2 separate regions of the Sus scrofa genome follow, and region 1 is linked to region 2. A link is a contact called in public HiChIP or PLAC-seq data. All regions are on one chromosome and are shown on one strand. The core of a region is the stretch at or near the end of the contact, and the rest is flanking DNA. Distances in the headings are between cores, read along the strand shown. Region 1 overlaps TESK2 (dual specificity testis-specific protein kinase 2). Region 2 overlaps NASP (nuclear autoantigenic sperm protein).

What was found. HiChIP or PLAC-seq counts read pairs in DNA pulled down with a chosen protein or histone mark.
Region 1: a contact with region 2 is called in an H3K27ac HiChIP or PLAC-seq map of skeletal muscle. The contact joins two enhancer-like sites. A contact is called at or near these places in 1 of 5 promoter capture datasets (fetal liver) and 2 of 2 datasets of contacts at active chromatin or transcription factors (alveolar macrophages and skeletal muscle).

What each region holds. Positions count from the first base shown.
Region 1 is chr6:165,992,614-165,996,686 of Sscrofa11.1, forward strand. TESK2 (dual specificity testis-specific protein kinase 2) reads left to right here. Exons shown (of 12, transcript XM_021096752.1): 7 at 3,579-3,661; 8 at 3,886-3,970. Among named protein-coding and RNA genes, the nearest start is that of MUTYH, 8.2 kb to the right of the region's middle. Within about 2 kb of position 1,823, at least 3 of the 83 cell types and tissues checked have an H3K27ac peak or open chromatin away from gene starts, as enhancers often do. A contact at or near this core is called in skeletal muscle, where this site is marked.
Region 2 is chr6:165,779,682-165,784,009 of Sscrofa11.1, forward strand. It overlaps NASP (nuclear autoantigenic sperm protein), which reads right to left. Exons shown (of 14, transcript XM_021096741.1): 6 at 122-201. Among named protein-coding and RNA genes, the nearest start is that of CCDC17, 13 kb to the left of the region's middle. Within about 2 kb of position 2,345, at least 3 of the 83 cell types and tissues checked have an H3K27ac peak or open chromatin away from gene starts, as enhancers often do. A contact at or near this core is called in skeletal muscle, where this site is marked.

The DNA of each region.
Region 1 (4,073 bases), core at 573-3,072, 210 kb after region 2:
ATCTGACATTGTCATAGCTGTGGTTTGGATTGTTGCGGTGGCACATGTTCGATCCTTGGCCTGGGAACTTCTGCATGCTTCAGGTGTGACCCCCTCAAAAAAAAAATATAGCTAGAGTTTTCATTTGGGAGGAAAAAGATGAGTTCAGGTTTGCATGTTTGGAGTTCAGCGTGAATAGTCCAGGAGGAGATGTCCAGAAATAGACTGGGTGTGCAAATTGGGAGCTTGAGTGTAAAGGTCGGTGCTGAAGTCATGCATTTGGGAGACATCAGCGCAGAGGCGGTGATTAGAGAAGAAATGTGGAAGAGCCTCCACAGTGGAGCACAAGCTGTGGGCCCGAGTGAGACCCCTGAGACCTCGAGGGATGGGAAGGAGAGCCAGCCCTGGCATGTACAGCGAAGGAAATCCACAGTGGCATAGAAGCCAAGAAAGAAGAATCACAAAGGAACAAGAAGAGGAGTTCCCTGGTGGCCTAGCAGTTAAGGACTTGGTCTTGTTCCTGCCGTGGCTTGGGTTACTGCTGTGGCTCAGGAATTTCTGCATGCCGTGGGCATGACCAAAAAGAACTAGGCTCTAATAGCTAGTCTGTTAGTTCCAGGACCACAGCTGCTTGGTCTCTGCACATCTAGTGCTAATAGGAGTCCTGAATCTTACGTAAAAGCACCAAAGGAAATAACCTGCCTGGCAGCGTGTTCAGCAGCAGGAAGAACACGTGATATAAGGACTGATTGTGTCTACTGAGCTTAATGCCATGGAATGCACTGGGATCTCCAGTGGGAACACTTCCAGCAGAAGCCAGGGAGGAAGGAGCGGGAGATAAGGAAGTAAAAGCAGCAGGTGTTGCCAGCCAAACTCCTCCAGTGTAGACCCCATAAGGGCAGGCCGGGCGTTTGCTGAAACCCCCTAGGAACTGATGGTCAGGGTTCCTCCCCATTTCCCTCATCACCTCAGGGAGAGACTTCGAATGGCAGCTCTTTTGCCTTTCAGTATATTCCATCTTTGTCTTTGGCTCCAGTGCCTGGCTATTGGCTATGGAGAAGCTTGCTTGCTTGCTTGCTTGGGGCCGCACCTGCAGCATATGGAAGTTCCCAGGCTAGGGGTCAAGTGGGAGCTGCAGCTGCCGACCTACGCCACAGCCACAGCAATGCGAGGTCCGAGCCACATCTGCAAGCTACACTACAGCTCACGGCAATGCCGGATCCTTAACCCACCAAGTGAGGCCTGGGATCGAACCTGCGTCTTCATGGATGCTAGTCAGATTCATTTCTGCTGAGCCACGACAGGAACTCCACCATGGAGAAGCTTTAAGAGAGGCAGTGGTCACACTCCAGTGTTGGGCTAGGCAGGCCTGCCCCATGTTGCAGGGCCCTGATCACCCCTGCCTTAGCCATTTCTCAGCTGCTCAGAGAAGCTGCTGTGACGTCTCACTCCCGGATGGGGGGTTTGCAGTGACAAGAGGTCTCCACGAATGTGAAGACGGGGCAGAAATGGAACAGCTTTGACAGGGGGCCGTGTGCTGTGGCCATGTTCTAGTCCTTACTTGCTGCTCCCAAGTTGAATTTAACAGGGTTCTTTGTGAGGCCACAAAGCAAATAGTACATAGGACTTTAGACTGAGCCTTGGAGACAGAAGCCTGAGTTGTTGGTTAAAGAAGAGGAGGAGAGGAGTTCCCGTCATGGTGCAGCGGAAACAAATCTGACTAGCAACCATGAGGATGTGGGTTCGATCCCTGGCCTCACTCAGTGGGTTAAGGATCTGGTGTTGCCATGAGCTGTGGTGTAAGTCGTGGTGTAAGGAGGGGAGAAAAACAGGTGACAGATCTGAGCCGCCACTGCGTCACAAGCCAGTGCCCAACATAGCTCAGGCTTTGGCTGGCTGATAGGCAAGCGGGCCTAGAGCCCATCTTCTCACAGAAAGTGAAGTCAGGGAGCTGGGGTGGGGGTGGGGTTCGCTGAGCCAGCGGGACTGAAGGGAGGGTTAAAGCCGGGACAAGCAAAAGGACAGTCCTGCTTAGAAGCCGGAAACAGTATGTCTCCCAGGGATCCAGGGTAGGAGAGGATGTGATGACCTCACAGCTCAGGGAAAGAGAATAGTGTGGTGGCACCAAGGCCAGAGTAAGTGACTACTTTGTCCCTGAAGTGGCGTAAGCAGGTGACGTTGCAGGGCTTGGCACCTGGATGCCAGGGGGAGGAAGAGAGGGAGGGCTGGTTCGAGGATAGAGGGTCTTGCTGGCCCCAGAAATGTCCCCGTGAGCCAAGGACCCCTGCTCTCTGCTGCCTCTGGAGGAAGGGGGTGGGGGTGGAGGGCGGTGTCTTCTGAGCCGGAGTAGTTCAGGGCCATTTTGAATGCAGCTATTTTGGAGAGAGCTTGTTGCTGCTTTGTGTTTACTTTCAAGTCGTGTGGGTCCGTCCTGTGAGGGCAGCAGCATTTGTTCAGTGAGCTTGTTCTGAGCCTCTCACGAGGTGAGGACTGGGAGGGAGGGCCCACACCCGGACTTGCTCCTGACGGCCCTCTGCTTGGCCGTAAGAGGAAGCGCCACAGGGGCGGAGTCAGAGTTAAGGTGAGAGAGAGATGAAGATGAGAGCTGGAGAGGTCGGAGCCGCAAGAGCCAGCCTGTCCTCAGACACACAGAATTCTGAGGTGAAAAGAATTGGGAGAACCTTCCAGACGGTGGGGAACAGTGTAGGCAAAGACAAAGGCTTCCCAAATCAATCTCGTCTGTGACGCTTTGCATGAAGATGTGTACGTGGTGGCACCAGGGACACAGAGGAGGGCGGGAGTTGGTTGGTTTGAGCCAGATCATGTGCTTTTAACATCGACAGGAGACTGGTTGTGGTTTTGTGGGCAGTGAACGTTCATGTAGGCTTGGGTGCTTGTCCTGTGCTTACGTTACTTGGCAAAGTCAGGCCTGGATCTGTGCATTCGGAGGGAAGCATGAAGGGAGGCCAGAGGCCTGCAGGTCTGTCTGCCTCCACTAGATCGTAAGCTCCAGGAGGACAGGTTCTGTTCACTGAGGTATTGCTGACACTTAAAACCATCCCTAGCACATAGGCAGCAAAGATAAATATTAATGTTTGGGGAGTTCCCGTCGTGGCTCAGTCGTTAAAGAACCTGGCTAGTAACCATGAGGTTCTGGGTTCCATCCCTGGCCTCGCTCAGTGGGTTAAGGATCTGGTGTTGCTGTGAGCTGTGGTGTAGGTTGCAGATGCAGCTCGGATCCCGCTTTGCTATGGCTGTGGTGTAGGCCAGCGGCTACGGCCCCAATTAGACCCCTAGCCTGGGAACCTCCATATGCTGTGGGTGCGGCCTTAAAGACCAAAGGACAAAAGACAAAAAAAAAAAAAAGACTTGTGTATGAAGCATGACATGAATCCTAGGGCAGCCTCAAGACCCAGCCCTAACTCGTCTCAGATGGCCATCTGAGCCCCTAGGACTGGCCACTGGGGTCAGCCTGAGCGTGTGGTGTCACCAAGGAGCAGAGGACGTGGTGCCCTGCGGCAGGGAGGGCTGGTGGTAAGCTCTGCGGCTGGCTGGTCCCCACTTCTGAGCCACACTGTCTTCTTCTTTGGGAACCCCAGAACTGCCTGATAAAGAGGGATGAGAGTGGTTACTCGGCAGTGGTAGCTGACTTCGGCCTGGCTGAGAAGATCCCTGATGGCAGGTGCGTAGCCCTCACGGGTGCTGGGGTCACAGAAGGGACTGAAGCAACTGGAAGACGCCAGCTCCCTCTTCAGAGGCCAGGACTTGGTCACAGCCCAACCTCAGCTCCCTCAATTCAGTTGGTTCAAGTGTGTGCCCATCCTTGACGGAGAGGCATTCCCAGGGGTCAGATGTCCCCGGCACCTGCCAGTGGCGAGCTCATGTCCATGTGATCTCACCCCACAGCATGGGGAGTGAGAAGCTGGCGGTGGTGGGCTCCCCCTTCTGGATGGCGCCGGAGGTGCTCCGAGATGAGCCCTACAACGAGAAGGTGAGTCTGGGGACGCCGAGGCCTGGTTCTCTGAAGAATCTGTTCTTAGTGGGAAGGGCCCTGGATCACCCTTCACCCCGGATCTACATCCTTCCTGCCAAGA
Region 2 (4,328 bases), core at 1,095-3,594:
ATGAATAAAGGGTCTCCAATCCCTAACCAAGAAAAGGCTATGGGTGATAATCATGCCTATGCTAGAATGAGCCACAGTCCTACAATAAGAAAGCAGATGATGATGGTGAACAAATATTCACCTTGTTTTCAAGAACCGAATCACTTGGTATTTCTTCAGCCTTGTCATTTTCTTTATCCTCTTCTTCTGAGCCCTCGGTTTCTGTAAGCAAAAATTCTTCAGTATTGAGAATATTAAGGTATCTATTAAGATATTGAGATATACGGTCTGATCAGAGATTCCAATAAACATTTGTCAAATAACCTATATTCTGAGGTAGGACAAGCCAGATACTAAACCAAAATCAGTGAACATCTGAACCGGATATAAATATAAAGCCAGTAGTTAACGGTCTAATTCAAATCTAATCCAGTCTTAAGGCTGTATAATCTTACAGCGTCTATGGTTTTGACCTTCAGTGATTGACAGGCTGAGTGTTTCTCTTCTAAAAGGCAACTTGGGCAATTTAGATCAAGACAGATTAGCTACTGGCTCTTACTCACTAGCTAGAAGCTCCCATCTACTCAGCCAGAAGCAAGGAGTTGGCAATTCCAACCAGTGTTCCTGGTGTCTTTAAGCCAACTGTTAGATAATACTAATAAGGCCAAGAAAGTACCAAAAGTTAAATCACTCCAGTCCATTTTGGGCAAGAATGCTCGAGACTAGCTTCCCCACAACAGATCTGTGGAGAGAAAAGCATAGCCTTTACCACCTCTCACCAATGAGCATGCCACACACTCCAGCCAGCTCTAGCACGTACCGCGTTTGAGTGAGGGATCTTACATTACTTTACCCCAGTACCATGCTGACATCTGCAACCGCAGTTCACCATACTAACAAACACCAAATAGTGTTTAGTGACAAAACACTAAATACTGCCTGTAAGGACAGGCTGCTAATAAATAGCTCCACATACCACCTCAAAATTCACCTCAAGTTCAAAATGTCAAGTTATTAAAATGGGCTTTTAGGGTACAAACAGTTCATGAATTGAGTATAAAGAGCCTATCTCTGCCCTCTAAGCATTTTTAACATCAGCAAAAGAGCTCAAATGCTGTCTCCTAACTAAAGTGTGGCAGGAATATAAGTATAGAAATTAGGTCTTAGAGCCAGAGCTATGAAGTCAGGTTAAAGGACTTTCACCTATCAAAACTGCTTCAGGACGAGAAAAGCACAGAAAAGCCCTATAAATTAGTAGGACACACCACAGCTAAGAACTAGTTACAAACAAATTAGAATTTGTGTCTATGGCAAACAAACCCTGTTTTATCAAGTGTCGTCTTTTCTTCCTGTTCACCGTATAAGTTAATGCTTCTGAAATGTAAGTCCCAACCACCACATAACCATTTATCTTTCCATCCCCAAATTTCGAGATGGTTTGTATACTTAGCTCCCTGGTATTAGACGAGATAGTTTCATTGACTCTGATAGGAAAGCCTGTTCTCCACCAGAAGTTATGACAGGCGAGGCAGATCTTTCTATTTCTCATAATACTCAAAAGAGGGGAAAAAAAAAAATCACCAACAACACACCCTATCTTGGAGTTCCCGTCCTGGCAGTCCTGGTGCAGTGGTTAACGAATCCGACTAGGAACCATGAGGTTGTGGGTTCGGTCCCTGGCCTTGCTCAGTGGGTTAAGGATCCAGCATTGCCGTGAGCTGTGGTGTGGGTCACAGACTCAGCTCGGAGCCCACGTTGCTGTGGCTCTAGTGTAGGCCAGTGGCTATAGCTCCAATTCTACCCCTAGCCTGGGAACCTCCATGTGCTGAGGGCGCAGCCTTAGAAAAAGGCAAAAAGACAAAAACAAAATAAAACAAAAACCCTATCTTCCCAGACTGCAGGAAAAACTGACAAAAAACCTCTATGTTCTTCTTAATTATCTGCTATCTGTCCTATTCATACTAGAATGACAGAAGGTGATATCTAATTTGGCATAAAATACTTAGTTATTTGGAGTCTTGCATCAAATTTTTAAATTCTTACAAGAGTCTGAGAAAAATACTGGTTTCTTTTGAGGAATCTGCACCACCTTCACAGACTGGTGGCAAGAGAACTAGGAAGGCCATTATCTTAACACCTTCCAAACCTGGTACCCTGTACCCAAGTATTAACGGAATGCATTATTTGCCTCAGTAAAGAGGTATGTTAAAACACTTTCTAAGCTTCTTTGACTCTTTTTTATGGTATGCCATCCTTCAGAGAAAAGGAACATGTTTTTGGTGATCTTGTAGACTCTTTAACACAATATGGACAGAACTACAGACACCAGAAGAATGACTCTTAAAGGCCAAGCAAAGGCAATCTGCTGAGCCTCTGGTTATTTTAACACTCACACCACGTGAGGAACTACTACAGACTGACCAGCACAGTCCAAGCTTGGCCAAGCTTTATGCCTAAAATAGTAAAGTTCTGTTCACTTGCCAAACATATAGCATGACAACTAGAAAATAGGCCCATTACCTTTTTCAGGGATAAGGAGAGCCCAAGAGATGGCAGGAAATGGTATTTCAAGAGAAAAACCTCTAGTAAAAGTTCTACAAGCTAGTGTTACCACATAGATTTCTAATCAGAAGGGGACGACAAATGCATTCAAGTCAGATCTAGGGTCAGATTAACTGTTTGACCCTAAACAAGGATCAGTTTCCTTATCACTGTTACACTGCCTGCTACACAGGCATATCCTGGGACCAAAAGCAATGTATGTGTGAGAGCTCTGACAATGTTACTTGTGACTCAATTGAGTAGTTTTTCAACAAACTGTGGAGAAATAGGCATCTCTATTATCCAAAGTCCAACTCTTAAGAGAGCTAGCAGAGCCTTTTACTACTCTAGCTCATTATCATTAAAGATCAAGACATGGACAGTTTTTTTTTTTTTTTTTAATTGAGGAATGCAATTCCATGCTTTTTCTATAAAGATCTCCTCAAACCCAATAAGCAGCCCAGTGGTGCTACCATTTAGCCAATTCACTTCTGGTTACCATGCCTGTGCTGGCTGGAGTACAGGGACCTGCACATAGGTAGAAGGAAGTTTACCAGAATTAGCTACCAATACTGATAATGAGTCTGAAAATCTAGGAGAACTGGAAGTACTTCATTGTATGAAATAACAGTTGGAATGTACCTCCGATTATTAATACCACCGTTAGATGAATCTCTTAGACAGTAGAATCCTCAAATGATAGTACAACTCAAGTCAGACGTGCCAATTATGTAATTACTCATTAGAGGCTTATACATCTTGATGAAACTGAATCACAATTAGACCAATATGCATCCACGCTTAATAATATCCTAAGTAGCAAAAAATTCAGATTAGCAGCCAAAGCAAGCATGAAATGAGTAGGGGGAAATGGCAAGAGGGCTTAACAGGTTTTCTGCTATCTTTTGGAGGGGGCTAATTTAACTAATGTGAATAAGCCTCTAAACACTTCGAGACTAAAAGGTTACCAGATTCCTTGGCTCTGGTGATAGAACATTCAAGGGTTAACGAACTACCCCTTCACTCAAATGGCATGCCTGCTTAAGTGTATCAATTCAATGGATTCTACTGCTCTAATCCTGCTTCCTAAAGCACAGAAAAAGGAACCATGTGAACAGTAAATAAAAAAATCCAGAGGCATGCACGTGAGCATCCATTCAGCATTCTCTGCCAGCCTTGCCCACTATCTCCCTTCCCGCCCTCCTCACCAGCCAGCTTTATTGGCTAGCATGGTGCATCAAGTTACTGATATGGCTAGCCAAGTCTCCGAAGTCACAGAAAGGCCTATTCTGCAGTTAGTAAAAGCGTTAGTTTATAAGCCAGCTAAAGAAGACTTGCTTTTCGTGTCTTGCTCAACTTACAACCACCTTCTTAAACTATCCCGATTTTCACTTAGCCCTGTCCTAGTCCAAAGGCAGACGGAAAATCCTGAATGGAAGGCTGACTTTTACCCATGATTAGTGAGTCAAATCCAGCATGTACTCCACCCACTGCAGCTCTTGTATGTCCCGGTTACCTTCACCCTCTTTCATCTGTTCCTTGTCTTGTGTTTCTTCATAAGCAGCTATCTTAACTTTGTCTTCAGGGGATTTCTCAGTAGCCCCCTGGGCTACCTCAGTCTCCACCCCAACTCCAGCTGCCTCCGCCTCTTCTACAGACGGCTTAGTCTCCTCCCGGCTAGGAACCACCTCTGCCCCGACCTTCTCCTCTAGTCCCGAGCCAGCTGGTGTCTCCGGCGGAGCCTCTGCATTAGTCTGCGGCTCAGTGGGAGTGTGATCCCCTGCAGCTGACGGTCCATTGACTGCACC